Regions from separate parts of the Mus musculus genome. Here region 2 is linked to region 1. Evidence: chromatin contacts called from public Hi-C data. All regions are on one chromosome and are shown on one strand. Each heading gives the region's core, a stretch centred on a gene start, on an enhancer-like site or on the middle of the called end of the contact. The rest is flanking DNA. Distances are from core to core; before and after follow the strand shown.

Region 1 (2,728 bases), core at 162-2,661:
GGCTGAACTTTGGAATGACAATGATTTTCTGTACATCTACATATCCTAGTATTTCTGTGTATTGCCCTCTCTGCCCCAAAACATGCCTGACTTAGGCCACAGCATCTGTCTGACAGTCGCCCCCTTTAGGACTCAGCTTCTAACAGTGTAACTGTTATTATCAGATGCTACCCAGCGCCACTCTTGGATTTGTGGCCCTTGTGATTCCTCAAAGACAATCATCGTACCTTGCCTCAGGGCCCTTGTGGAAGTTTTCCCCTTGTGTTCTGTTTTATATTGAGACAAGATTTTATGTGTAGCAGGATAGCATCTTACTCATTATGAAGCTAAGGATGACCTTGAACTCCTGACCCTTCTGGCAATACCTTCTGGGATTGCAGGTGTGTGCCACCATGCTTAGTTTGTGGGCTGCTAGGGATGGAGCCCCAGGCACAATAGTTAAAGCATTTGACCAACTTGAGTCTCAGCCTCAGCCTGTATTGCTGATGCTTCCCAGCATGGCACACTGATCTGTTCTCAATGTCACCTTCTCAGGAAGCCATCTTTAACTCTCTAAAGTAAAACTCCAGCTCACTCTGTCATGATTCTTTGTGTGCTCCCGTGCCTACTTCATCCTGCTGCTACCTAAATACCGGCTAGAAAAGAATCTCCGTGGTGCCAATAGTGGCATGGAGTGTTTTCTGTTCTGCGTGTAGATAAGTCAGCTCTCATGCAAGGAGATACTCAATAATGCTGGTGAATGACTGAATATTATGCTTGAGATGATGTTCCCTTGAGTGTTTTTATGTTTGCTGTTTGGTTCATTCATTCTATAAATCATAACTTTATAATGTCTAACTCCCAGGCTCTGTGTGTGTGTACACACGAGCATGATTTTACATAGACATAGCTATGTGTTTTATATATATTAGTTTTAAAGTCCCAGTGCGTATTTTATCCCCTCTGAAAAGTGAGCAGATCCTAGATTTAATCAATTTCATGAAGACATTTTCTTCCCTTCCTCCCCTTTCCAGTTGAATTTACTGTCTAGTTTCTAAATAAGATCAAATGTCAAGGACACATTTGATGTATAGAATTAACTTGTAACTAGTCTTCCTTATTTCGTCACATTAGAATATATAATGTGAATGGGGATGACAACATGTGAGATTTTCCTAGCATAATATTGTGATGATAATTTCCTAGTTTATAAAACCCTTTGGCAAACACGGTGTATCTTAATTACTGTCTGAGGTCTGTACTGGATACTTCATGTTCAGCCTAGTGTTTAAAATGAGATTTATCCTTATAAGAAATGACCTGTGCCAGTAACCAACCCGTGACTTGAAACCTTTTTCTCTTATCTGTCAACTGTGCAAATAAGCCTTTGCTCTTTTCTTTCTGACGTGAGTTTGACTGTAGACTGCATTCCTGGCTCCTCTCTGAGCTGGCAGCATTACAGAGGGAATCATATACCCTCTCAGACAACACCTGAGAAACTCCCCTGATCTAGGTAAAACCAGGTCCTTGGCTTTGATGCAGAAGAGAATTTCAGGACAAGCTGGCATGAAGCAGTGTTAGAATTTCTCAGTAAGCAGGAAGGTGTTCAGAGAAAGAATATGGTACAACTAAAAGCATGTGTATAGACTTCTCAAGAATCACGGTTCATTAAAGATACTTTAAACAAGTATCTTAAGCATCTTGAGTCACAGGGACTAAGAGAAAGAGAGTTGCTCAGGGAAAGAATAAGACATACCCAAGTCTAGTTAGTAGAGGGTTCTCCAGGGACAGTCTCCCTTCAAGAGTCCCAGTGGTCACTGTATACAGGATTGTTGGAGATTCTGGGAATTTTGCTGCTCAGGAGATTTCTTAGGAACCCTCTCTTCCTCTAACTCTGTTTCTTATTTTATAACTGAGACTGCAGGATGGCTCCAGAGGTAGCAGGGATGTAACTGCAATCTGTTAAGGTTGTAAGGGGGTATAGGATAGGCCCTGTCACTGTCATGGGGTTTGTGGTGAGAATCCTGAAAAATGACAGGTTTGTAGCTGAAAGCAAGAAAGACCTTCAGGAAATGTTACTGATGCTCAATTCTCGATTCTCCACTGGCTAGAGGCTTCAACCATGCCAGGATGAGGGGTTTTCCTTCCCATGTCGGTCATTTTCCCTCTTTTTGCCCTGGATGACCTCTCCCGATAGAAGGACTCAGTCACTCACACCCCTCTTTTATTAATGAGAAATTCTTTGTGCAGCTATGTGCCTGCACTTTCTTCTCTGAGACAGCTGGTGACTTGACAATCCTCGTGCATGTATCTGATTGGAGACCTCGGAAGGCAAGCATCATGGGGCACGTGGACTTTTTATAGAGGAGAATAGCCGCAGGAAGATGAGTCTGTATGAAGCTGGACCGTCTGGGATATGTTGGATGCCAGCATAGACTAGAGTGGCATTTTCTTAAAGAGCCCTGGGGTTGGCATCTTTCTTCAGCAGTACATAGACCGAGGCCAGATTGCATTGCACACTCCTTGTGTTTGGTTTTGATCAGGTGTGGACTTCTAAGCCAAAGGCATCCTCCTATCCGGCCACTGCTCGCTGGACTGAGGAGAACATTTTGGTGAAGATTCCCCCAAAGCTTTCAGTTTAATCATCTCCAGTCTAGCAGCATGAATTATCCTCTGAGCTTTAAACCTTGCAAACGTTTGTCAGGTTTTAAACATGATGAATGTTCCCAATAAGCCTACTCGGGGAAAA
Region 2 (2,728 bases), core at 108-2,607, 640 kb after region 1:
CAGTTAAGCCCTACCTTCAACAGTTTCTACCTCCTCCCAATGGTGCCATTCAATTAAGAACCAATCAAAGATGAATCCGATGATCCAATCCAATCCCCATGACTCAATAACCATCCCATCATCTTTGAACATGCTGCATTAGGGATCAAGCCTTTAGCACATGAGTATTTAGGGGGAATTTTTTTTTGTTGTTTGTATGTTAGAATGGAGAAGGAGAGGCACTGGGCCCTCTGACAAGCTCTAGAGGTAAATCTCAATCCAGGCTGATTCGGTTCTAGAGAACCACCCTCAGCAGATAGTGACATCCCTTGACCAAGTCTCAGGGCACCACTGGGTATTTAACTGTGGTGTACCAAGCACAGTTCAGAACTTCCTGTTACAAAGTGCAGTCTGTTGGATCTCCCACCATAAGATGGAGATGAAACATCTAGGATAAAATCACAACAGGGTTAGAACACCTCCACCCACCCAGTGTCACTCACTGTAGTTTACAAATTACACCCACTAGTTCAAGTTCAAGGTCTGTGTATGGATGAGTTGGCCCAGTGGGTGGGTACAAGCTGAAAATGGACAGCAGCTGCTTTACAAACACATTCATGGACAACTGAGAGATGGTAAGAAGAGGAGTGTTCCCCATGGCAGAGCACTGAGCCATGGTAGAATACCACTCTTAGTGTAGAAGATCGAAAAGCTACTTGCAGCATACTGAGATAAAAGCTGTATATCTTTGCCATTTCGATCTCACCTTTCTACATTTTAATGGCTGACGCATTCTCCCTGATCATCCTCTGACTCGATGAGTCCTTTGATAGATCTGCAAACAATGTTTCAGGGTTTCACAGTCACAAAGAAAGTAGGGTGACTATCTAGTGGCTGCGTGCCCAGAAAGGGTGTTGCTTTTGGCAAAATGAACCAGAGTGATTTCCAAAGTAGTATTTATTCATTTTGAAATTATGCACACAACAAACGTCTGGGTGAGCTGACTTCTCTAACCCGGGCACTAATGGGGAGGTAGGCTGGTAATTTGGAGCACTCACTCAGGAAATCCTGAAATTAAGGTTCTTTTGGAAGTATTGACTCATCCCCTTGCTACTTTCTGAATGCATCCATTTAACACACCAATTAGTAATTGTAAATTGTGCTCTAAATTTTGCAGGTGATTTTCTGATGAAATGTTGCTTTACTAATTCTAGTGGGTGCTGTTCAGAGTTTGCTTTTGCATTGAAAATAGCTTCGATTTTTCTCTTGATAAAAAAAAAAAAAGGAAATTGCTAGAAAAGACCCATCCAACTGAATACTTCACAGATATGCCTCTGTAGCTCCACAACATCTACTAATCAATGAAGCTGGCTTCAAAAATAACACCCACAGGTCTGGCAAAGACCTCTCAGTGAAAAGGCACAGTGTTCAATCCTCCCAAAGTCAACATGGTGGAAGGAAAGAATTGATTTGCTCAAGTTGTCCTTTGACTTCCATATGCAAGCTATAGCTTGCACACCCACACATTCACATAACACATGCAAACACCCATACACACAGAGTAAATAAATTCATACAGTGAAAACCTCACAATTCATTTTCAAAAATGATACCCATGTGTTTGGAATTGAACACATTACAGAAAACAAGGCATTGTCACAGGGCGGTCTGTGAAAGACCCACCACTTTTCACCATGTGAGTCCAACCCTGAGACCCATTCATTAGATGTACTGTACAGCACACAGGGCAAAGCATGCATTATTTCACCATTTAGTATTTTCCTGAGACAGATTACTTTTAAACTATAAATGCTCACTGCTGGATGCCAAATATTAATTCTGATTTAAAACTAATAATTTCAAATCTTAAACAAAAGTAAGTACTCATGACAGCCTTTCTTAACTGATACAGGGGTGGGGGCAGCATTTTCCTCAGCCATCTTAATAGTTTCTAGTCTTAACAATGGAAACATACAGAGAGTGTAAATTCTAAAGCCGAGTTTCCTACAAATTTGGAAGAAAAAAAAGGTGGAACACCAAATGAGACTCCACTAAGCAGAGACATTTACTACGGAAGAGGAGACTATATTAGGAAGGGCTAGTGCTGGTCATTGGAAAACCCTTTGAAGGCTTGCTCTTTACATGTTTAGTCAGTATGCTGTTTACTGTCAGAATGTTTGAATGTTATGACTGAATGCTTACAAACACTTAACTGCCCCTGAATGAACTCAGTAGAGCTACTGTGTTTGTTTTTCACTTGTGTTTGTTCATAATGCTTCAATGCTGAGCTGAAAGAAAGAAGAAAGAAAAGTGAAAGAATAGGGCTCTTCAAATTGCACAAAAAGCCAAATGAGTATTATGTCAGGGAATGGAGGGAGCATTTGAAATGTGTCAGTTAGGGATCTTGAGGGCAAGAGCATCTTACCTCACACATAGAAAACCCTCTCATCACTCATCTTTTACCTGTGTAGTGTCTCCATGAGACCCTTCATTTCTATGATTAAAGATGAATTGAAAGTTTGAAACTGGGATAAGATGGCATGGGCATGAAGTTCCACTCCAAACTTCCACGAAGTTGCAAAAGTGCGTGAGCGACCAAATTCTTCCTAAACTCTACCTCGGTGGCCCTTGTATGGCTTCAAACTGTCTCATACATTTATTGGTTAGATGTTTTCTTTATTCATGTTTATTCCATGCACAGCACTGGATGCTGAATGGGTTGGCACTCTTCAGGCAGGATGCTGTTTCA

Evidence for each region. Hi-C and Micro-C count contacts between places; a contact is called where the count stands out from the background.
Region 2: a contact with region 1 is called in a Hi-C map of liver, with 2.3 times the contacts expected there. The contact joins two enhancer-like sites. A contact is called at or near these places in 2 of 484 Hi-C or Micro-C datasets (epidermal suprabasal cells and liver) and 1 of 115 datasets of contacts at active chromatin or transcription factors (bone marrow-derived macrophages).

The regions. Positions count from the first base shown.
Region 1 is chr8:127,456,715-127,459,442 of GRCm38.p6, forward strand. All of the region lies in intron 20 of Pard3 (par-3 family cell polarity regulator), which reads left to right. Among named protein-coding and RNA genes, the nearest start is that of Gm9909, 3.4 kb to the left of the region's middle. Within about 2 kb of position 1,412, at least 3 of the 459 cell types and tissues checked have an H3K27ac peak or open chromatin away from gene starts, as enhancers often do. A contact at or near this core is called in liver, where this site is marked.
Region 2 is chr8:128,092,149-128,094,876 of GRCm38.p6, forward strand. No RefSeq gene overlaps it. Among named protein-coding and RNA genes, the nearest start is that of Mir21c, 180 kb to the right of the region's middle. Within about 2 kb of position 1,358, at least 8 of the 459 cell types and tissues checked have an H3K27ac peak or open chromatin away from gene starts, as enhancers often do. A contact at or near this core is called in liver, where this site is marked.